Linked DNA regions of Mus musculus: all the other regions are linked to region 1. Evidence: chromatin contacts called from public Hi-C and promoter capture Hi-C data. All regions are on one chromosome and are shown on one strand. Each heading gives the region's core, a stretch centred on a gene start, on an enhancer-like site or on the middle of the called end of the contact. The rest is flanking DNA. Distances are from core to core; before and after follow the strand shown. Region 1 holds the start of Tax1bp1 (Tax1 (human T cell leukemia virus type I) binding protein 1). Region 2 holds the start of Jazf1 (JAZF zinc finger 1). Region 3 has its middle 74 kb from the start of 1700094M24Rik.

Evidence for each region. Promoter capture Hi-C pulls out the DNA fragments that hold promoters and counts their contacts. A called contact is a pair of places that touch in the nucleus more often than the background predicts.
Region 2: a promoter capture Hi-C map of pre-B cells shows a contact between it and region 1. The contact joins the promoter of Jazf1 here to the promoter of Tax1bp1 in region 1. A contact is called at or near these places in 3 of 39 promoter capture datasets (hematopoietic stem and progenitor cells, liver and pre-B cells) and 1 of 484 Hi-C or Micro-C datasets (embryonic stem cells).
Region 3: a Hi-C map of uterus shows a contact between it and region 1, with 2.2 times the contacts expected there. The contact joins the enhancer-like site here to the promoter of Tax1bp1 in region 1. A contact is called at or near these places in 3 of 484 Hi-C or Micro-C datasets (3T3-L1-derived adipocytes and uterus) and 1 of 115 datasets of contacts at active chromatin or transcription factors (embryonic stem cells).

Annotation. Positions count from the first base shown.
Region 1 is chr6:52,712,340-52,715,158 of GRCm38.p6, reverse strand. It overlaps Tax1bp1 (Tax1 (human T cell leukemia virus type I) binding protein 1), which reads right to left and starts at 1,430. Exons shown (of 18, transcript NM_025816.3): 1 at 1,304-1,430.
Region 2 is chr6:53,067,177-53,069,995 of GRCm38.p6, reverse strand. Jazf1 (JAZF zinc finger 1) reads left to right here and starts at 1,372. Exons shown (of 5, transcript NM_173406.3): 1 at 1,372-1,543. The coding sequence starts at 1,429. Gm33097 (a long non-coding RNA gene) reads left to right here and starts at 2,001. Exons shown (of 2, transcript XR_377680.3): 1 at 2,001-2,819.
Region 3 is chr6:52,417,223-52,420,041 of GRCm38.p6, reverse strand. No RefSeq gene overlaps it. Among named protein-coding and RNA genes, the nearest start is that of 1700094M24Rik, 74 kb to the left of the region's middle. Within about 2 kb of position 1,426, at least 37 of the 459 cell types and tissues checked have an H3K27ac peak or open chromatin away from gene starts, as enhancers often do. A contact at or near this core is called in uterus, where this site is marked.

The DNA.
Region 1 (2,819 bases), core at 181-2,680:
ATTTTTGTCCTAGAAAAGGTACTCAATGGTTACATTTCACATACATTTCACATACACGACTGTGATTCTAAGAGCAAATGGTATGCAGCTAATGTAATAACTTGAAAACAAATAATACAATACAACTGTATTTGAAATTTAACAAATAACAAAGACGAGGGGGAGGAGGTTAACCAGTCATTCCTAGCATAGTCAAATATATTCTTGCAGAAATCTAAGATAAGTTCAGGGCGTTTGCCTAACATTCGAAAGGGACATACAGAAATCCAATTTACCCCTGAGAAGAATAGAATGGAGGCGAGTCCTTGGCCTCAGCTTCTTCTCCACACCTAGAGGGTAACCTGGAGATCACAAACCCACTTAATCAACCCACTTTTAAGGAATGTTATTCAAATAACCATTTTCGAATGTTTTGGGATTGAACACTAAAATTTTAATTATATTTGTTCGTGTCCTAATCATGAATTTTTACCACTTGGCAAAAAGCAGCATACTTGGCAGATACTTAGCATTAAAATGTCTAACATACCAACATAACGATAAAGCCGGAAATCTATCATAGTCAAACGCCACAACGTTTTCCAACAAAACTTTCAGGAACAAATTGTACTTCATATTTCTCAACAGGGAAATACAAGCGAACACCCCAGCTACGTTCTAACAGTACAGTTTTCGGGCGATGAGCGCTAGCCAGAACACGTCTTGCACCTTCCGCCGGGTCCAAAACACCGGGGAGAGTCAGCAGTGGGTGGAGCGAGGGAGGCGGAGTCGTGAAATCAAGTCCAGACGACCACAGAGCGAAGCGATCCTCCCCAAGATTTCTTAAAGCCTTCTCTTGGGCACCAGAGGGGGAGGGCTGCTTTCCAAACAGCAAGACTCAACTAATCTCTCAGCCCAGGAGAAGCCGGAGATCAAGCCAAGCCAGGTAAACAGCCAAACCAGGCGACACAGGGAGTCCCCGCCTCTTCCTCCAGCGGAGACTCAAACCAAAACAACCCAACGGGTCCTCCCCGGCTCGCCGCGGCCTAGCGCGCCCGCCACCCGTCCCTGGCTTGTTAGACGCCGGGGCCAGCCGGGGCCAGCCGCGGCCTAGCACGCCCGCTCCCGCCACGCTTCCCACTCTACGGTCACCCCAAGCCCAAAACACGTCACAATCGCGGCCCGGGGGAAGCTCGTCCTTGGGAAAGAGAGCTTCGTCACCACGGAGACCGTTCCCAAAACTCGCCAGGCCCGGGTTCCAGGGCCGAGACGGAGCGCGAGCGCCGGTTACCTCGAAAGCACGCGGCCCGTCCGCAAACCTTACCGGTCAGGGCCTCCGCCCCGCACGCTACGCCGCGCCCCGAACCTCCGCGGCCACCACCACTGCCTCTCAGCGTAGACCGGCTACACCTTCTCTAAGCGGAGAGCCGGCGGTGCGTCACTTCCGCCCCAGGGAGGCTCGCTTCCGCCTCTGCTGCTGCGCATGCTCTGCGGCGACACGCCCCACTCGCTAGCTGTAAAGAGTCCTTTAGTGGTTTCCCTGACAGCTTTTTCCTCTGTGGCTTTTGGTCAGTGATGTAGTCACCTCAAAACACAGTCCGTTTGAAACAAATTAACTGACTTACCAGCGAAATGGGAAGGATCGCTCAGAGGCCAGGTGACCTGGGTCTTAAATATCAGTCTAAGCTAATACATGTTTCAATATATACAGAAGCCCCAAGAACTGTCATAGCTATCACGAATTGAACCATCATATTCCCGTGTTGCTATGAAACTAATGACATTTACCGTATCACCAGCGAAGAAAGCATAACATTAAACAGAACAATAATATACAAAACTCTAATTTCAAGTTCTTTCATTTTCCACACAATTCAAGTCCACATTGGCCTCCATAAGACAGGTTCTTAATATTTGCTGATTCATTTGTTTCTTATATATTGAAATTTTTTAAGTTGGGTGTCTGTGTGTTTGCTTGTTTGTTTGTTTAAATAGGGATCTCTTCATTCTGGTCCTCCAAAAGGAAAAATTACTGTTGAGAGACATAGGCTGTTGAAGCAAAAGTTAAGTTCGGCATTGTGGGTTTTAAAGAAATATTTATGATTAAGACGGTAGTGTATTCATGAGATAAGTAATATTCCAACACAAGATATGATGGATTTGAATAAAATACACTTGCTTCCATGAAGTTCCAATTCAAACTGCACATTTAACAGAGAAAGGTAAGCTATATAAGGCAAAAGTAATTTTAGAAATTTAAATTATTTTCACTTCCATATCACGATCAACCAAGTCTTCCTTTTGAGGTATTTCTTCCTGTGCTGCTCTAGAAAACAACCACAAGGGAAAGCAGGTCACAAAACCACAATGTCTATAATAATATAATGAAATTGAGATCTTTTGCGTTTCAGACACTTCATTTTAGTGCAACTATAGGGGAAAATGCCCTGGAGAGAGAGAAAGAGAGAGTGAGAGAGAGATGAACAGACAGACATCTCAGGGCATTTAACCACAAAGGGGCATTCTGTTGGTCAGGAGACACAGCTACCAAAATGCAGGGCAGGGTTTTAGTTTTTAACTTCATACAGAACCTCCTTACTGAGATTACTCAAGACCCCATGATTGCTCTCATGGCTGGCTGTGAGTTAAGGCATTCTACTGCTCCAGGGTGAAGACATCCTGTTACTTTTTTAACTAATTGATTTATTCACTTTACATTCCAATATTACATCTCCTCCCAGTCCCCTCTGCAGCTCCACCCCTCATCCCCTCTCCTTCTTCTCTGAGAAAGGGGAACCCCCCTGGGTATCCCACCACCCCTTACCCCCCCACACACACAC
Region 2 (2,819 bases), core at 123-2,622, 350 kb before region 1:
CAACTCTCCCCTTGGCAAATTTGTCACCTTGTAGGCTCAAAGAAGCGACAGACCAGACAAAAATGTCGATGGGTGAGAGAACTCAGCCTCAGCCTTTGTGACTGGGAGATTGTGAAAATTTTCTCCGGTGACAGAAATACTGCATATGTCTGCATTTACATTTACACGAAGTGCCCTAACAATCCTAATATTAGAGATAACACAAGTGGTATATGCAGTTTAAAAAGACAGGGTTGTTATTTTTCTAGGTATATGCACCAGCGGGTAAATGAAATTGTTCTAAAGACAAATGCTAAATTCAGAATGCATGAATAAATTTTTTAAAAATTACACCCTCGAATCATGCACATCTCCTGGTGCTTCTTGAACACCTGGAAGAAAATATACACCTTGTAGGTAAAATGTAACTGCAACTGCGGTTGGAGACCAGAAGAGAACTGGTTCTTAAGAGGCTATCTGGTCAACAGTATGGCTTAAATGCTCACAGGATGATATAATCCTAACTGATTGGTGAAATCTTCTTTTTAAGTGAAAATCGAATTTGCTTTGACTTTCATTTCCAAACCTCTACACTTGCCCCTTTCGTCTTTGGAGCAGCACTGCCAGACCTGAGCCACAACACGGGGTTCAGGAGGTGCGGGAATTTGGGGTAAAGAAATTGAGATTTTTGTTTTCTCAGAAGAATCAGGGAGAACAAACGTGATACATATGTAAAACACAGTCAAATGCACTTGACAACCAAGCGCTCTATTTTGAAATTTAAATAAAGCTAAGATTTTTCTTCTGGCCTAGGGGGAAAGCTTCATTAAAATCAATTAGTTCCTACTAACCTCCAGAGAATACGGACTTTTTAATTTTTTTTTTTAAATGAGAAAGTTTAAAGAACAAGGTGCACACAATTACCTTTCCTGGGTCCCTAGTGAATACCATCGTCACACCTAGACAGGTGGCCAAGTGCAAACAAATGTCCCTAAGAGGGCTGGGTAACTCCCTGAGTGCTCCTCTGGGGTGAAAAGCATGTGTAATTAATAGATGTGTATCTATTAAGAATGTAGCGCGCATAACCAAGGGAGGCTCCAAGCGGACTGCAGGCACCTCACAGGGCGAAAGGGCAGGCCCAGGGACGTAAAGTTGGAGGCGGGAGCTGCCAGGTGAGGCCTGGGTCGCGGAGGTTGGGGCCCGCACAGCTGCAGGCGCGCGCCTGCTCCCTCCTCCCAGCCGCCGAGTCCTCCCCGCCCCCTCCCCCGAGCTCCCGCCGCCTCCCGCTGCCTCCCGGAGGCTCGGCGCTGCGCTCCACCTCGCGCCCCCTCTCCTCCGTCCCGGGCTCGCGCTGCCCTCCCCGCGCCTGCCCCCTCCCCGGCCCCTCCCTCCGCCTCCGCGCGCGCGGCGCTCGCAGAGCCGACTCCGGGGGGCTCTCGATGTAGCACCATGACAGGCATCGCCGCCGCCTCCTTCTTCTCCAACACCTGCCGCTTCGGGGGCTGCGGACTCCACTTCCCCACGCTGGCCGACCTCATCGAGCACATCGAGGACAACCACATCGGTGAGGCCCGGGTGGGCGGGGGTCGGGCGGCGGGCGAGCCCCGGGGTGGCGCGGGCCGGGCGCCCGAGAAGGTGCGGGCGTGGAGGGCCGCGGGGCGCGGGGATGGCCGGCCGCAGGGTGAGGGCGGGCGCGGGCCGCGGGGGGCGGGTGCCGCACGCCGCTTCCGCCCGGCCCGAGCTGTCAGGCTGGCGGGAGCCGGGGAGGCGCCGCGGCGGCAGCCATTCCGCTTCCTCCCCCGCCTGCGTCCTGTCAGCGCCGGTTGCTAGGTGTGGCGCGGCGGGAGGGGGCCGCGGCGGCGGCGGCGGCGGGCGCGGGGCGCGGGGCGCTGCGTGCTCTGAGCGGCGCGGGCGCGGGGCCCGGCCTGGCGCGGCGGCTGCGGTTCGGGCGGCTGCGGGCCGCGCCCATCCCTGGCCGGAGCGCCCCGAGGCCCCGGTAGCAGAGGGGAGCCCGCGGGCGGCGGGCGGGCGTGTCGCGGCGCCCGCGTTGCGGCTAGGCCGGAGGTGCGCCGGTCCCCGCGGGGCCTGCGCGGCGCGGGCGCGGGGACGCGGGGGAGGGGCGCCCCGCGGGGCCGGTTGTGTCTCCCGGGACCCAGGGACCTCCTAAGTCCTGCGCCCCACGGAAGTCCTTGCATCACATTTGCACGCTCATCCCCACCCCTGCGGAGGGAGATGGGTCTGGTGCTTCTGGCTCAGAAGACCCAGCCACCTGCAGAAGGTGTGGCCGCTCCCCGGAGTGGCCTGGTGGGTGAAGAGGGCAGCCGGTTCCCTGGGTGAGGCTACCTGTGAATTGCTTCGAGAAGACCAAATGAATGACATGGATTCGACCATGTGGATGCAGCTCACGTTTCTGCAAAGTTGAGAGAGTAAATCACGACTGCTGTGCATTTATGCACGAATAAAATGAGGCAGAGCCTCATGCCCCTTTGCTTTGTAGAATGCTTTCTCCTTGCACACAGTGGGCGCTTAATACGCGCTAAGTGCCAGTTTAGAGCGGGATTTGCTGGGCCATCCAGAATGGGAGCTAATCATGGAAACTGTCTGCAGAATGCCTTTGAAAACAGAAATCTGATGAGTAATTGTCAAGCTTTGAAATTTTTCAAAGTTTCAAAGTATCTCCTTAATAGTTTTCCCCATGTCTTCTGATAAAGGTGAGGTAAAGAACCTATGCTCTCAAGTATTGGTGGTCTGAAAAGCGGTTTAATAGAGTAGCAAAGCTGCTGAATCATATCGTGACTGAGTAGTCATAGCTAAAAGTGCTCCAGGTATAAAGTTTCTCA
Region 3 (2,819 bases), core at 177-2,676, 300 kb after region 1:
ATAGTCTGAGTTCAAACACCAGAACCCACCTGGTAAGGGAGGAAAGTCAGTCCTGAGAATTGTCCTCTGGCCTCTACACATGTGCACACATACACTCACACACACATTCTTACACACATACATACACACTCATATTGAAAAAATAATGTAATAATTTGTTTTTAAGAGCCATATCATCTGGCCCTTTGATTTTAGTGGAGATGTAAAGACTGATTTGAAAACAGAATTCTTTGAAATAAATGTGAAGTCATTTGTTCATTTTATTTTTCACTTTTGCGGTGCTGAGAATCAAACCTAGGGCTATAAACAGGCTATGCAAATGTTCCACCACTTAGCCAGAGCCCTTAAAAAAATATCATAGTATGTGTGTTGTGGGGAGGTCGGGGGTACGTGCATACCATAACACACATATGAAGCTCAGGGAACAACCTTGAATGTCAGTCCTTGAAATTTACCTTGTTTGAGACATTGTTTCTCTGTGGCTCACTGCTATAGATACCAGATTAGTTAGCTCAAAAGTTGCTGGTGATTGTCCTGCCTGTGTCTCCTGTGTCCAGTTAGAGGCATTACAGATGACAGTTACTATGTACTTTTATGCAGCCAAACTCAGGAGGTCAGACTTGGGCGGCAAGTCCCTTAACGACTAAGCCTTCTCCCCAAACCAGCCCTCGGCTTCTCTGAAGCTCTTAGTAATCCACTAGGTGCTCTCTTGTAATCCCAGTGCACTGGAGGCTGAGACAGAGGGATCAAGTTCAAGGCCAATGGAGTGAGAACTTCTATTAAAAAGAATCAAATCGCCATCATCATCTTAGGTGGAAAATGGGCAAAACTGTTACCGTTGCCTCTGTTTCTAGTGATGAAGGAGTGGAAACTAAGACGGTCCAAATCAGAAGCCCAAGTGAAGCCCTGCCCAGTTCACTCAAGGCTCAGTGACACTGTGCTCTCAGAGCCCTGTGACAGATGAGCTCCCTCGCAGAGGAACATCTGGAATGATTTTAGGTGACAGAACTGCATATAATGGAAATAGACATCCTGAAGAATCAATATTAAATCAAGAGGCCATCAGCTAGGTGGTATTCCCGCCTTAGCCCCGCTGAAGACATTGGGAGGAATTATTTATTGTTAGGACATTTTTCATCTTGGGAACATCACTGACACCTTTATTTTAATAATTTTTTCCAGATGACCCTGCTTGGGGCCTTTCTCTGGAACAGCGTCTTATTAATTACTTTCAGAGTCTTGGCTTTGTATGTGTCCAGACAGGGGTGAGGGGACCAGAACCATCCAGATTCTTCCAGATCCTTGTGTCCAACTCTTAATCCAGTTATTAAAAGGCTGTTAAAATAACTCCTTCCTGGAGCCGCTCCACGGAGGCGGAGTGAAGAGGAAGGACTTTGCAGCTGCCCTGGCCCTGCCTGGCTGGCCCTTATTCAAACACTAACGCTCGCTCGCTCACTCACAACCTCCTTTGATTTACACGGCTGCAGCCCAACTGTTTTGAAAAGCTGATGTTGTGGAATCTTTAAGTCCTCTGTGACCTAGGTCACCAAAGACAGGAGCAATTTAGTAAAAGTATTAATTGAAACTCTCTTGACAAGCCCCACTCCTTCAGATAAAGTCACACATCAAACCCACACAGGCCGCCAGGCTATTCTGAGCTGCCTGAGCTTTTCAATATCTCATAAACAGGCCCCTCAATCACTACAATCTAATAAGGCTATAATCATCATTGACACTATAATGATTAAAATGAATAAAACCCATTAAGAAAAGTCATGTTGAGTTATTAAAAGTTTCGCTCTGTGTGATATGTAATCTTTTATCCATTTTTTATGATGAGATCTGTAACCATCTATCCACAAAAGACCATTAATTTACTGCGCTGTGGATGTTACCATGCTCTTTAGTTTAACAGCTTATCATTGATTTCTTGAGGGAGATATTATATTTGGAGAAATACACATGGAACCAAAGCCCGAATGTTCTGTAAATTTCCCACTGACAGGATGATCAAAGAACTGGGGCCTGCTGGGCCACACAGGGCTGGTGAGCAAGTTCTCTAGAGCAGAGAGAGCCCTCAGGCTACCAGGGAGCATCTCAGGGCTTCTAAGGAAAGGTCATGTGTATGGCTGGGGTGGGGGGGGGTTGGAGGGAGAAAACGATAAAATGTCCATTAACTGGAGCCTAGTTAACTGGCTTATTGGCATCTATTAGAAACAAATTGCAAACAAAAGTGATCCTATTATAAACTTCTCCTCATCCCTTGTGCCAAGGGCGGCCCCTGATTGGTTCAGAAAAGGCCCCAGTAAATACAGTGCGGTCAAATGGCTCCTTTATTGCAAAGAGATTGGGTTTCGGCCAGCAGCAGCCTCCAGCTGCAACTAGCAAGGAACTACAAAGTTGGGCGCCATCCATGGGCCCGACGAACAGAAAGAGCCCTGGAAGGCCTGCTAATGTGCTCCTGCCACATTCTTTCAGTGGAGACTTTCCCCCCTAAGCAAACAGTAATAAAAAAAAAAAATCTGAATGGAGAGATGTGTACACAGAGCGCAGAGTTAAGTGGTGGGGAGCCCATACTTCGTGTGTGCTTTTTCTCATAATAAACTCGGCTTCAATATCTTTACTGCTCATCTCCTATTTAATCTTATTAACAGTAAAACCTAAAAAGATTCTGTAAAGCCAAGAAGAGGATGTTGTCTTGAAAGGCGCTCTTCATTTTCCTGAAATGATTAATAAATCCACTTGCCAGACTTCTGGGCCAGCCTCTAAAGTGAACTGGCTTGCCCCGGGTTCCCTAGCAGGTAAGGACATAGTCTCAC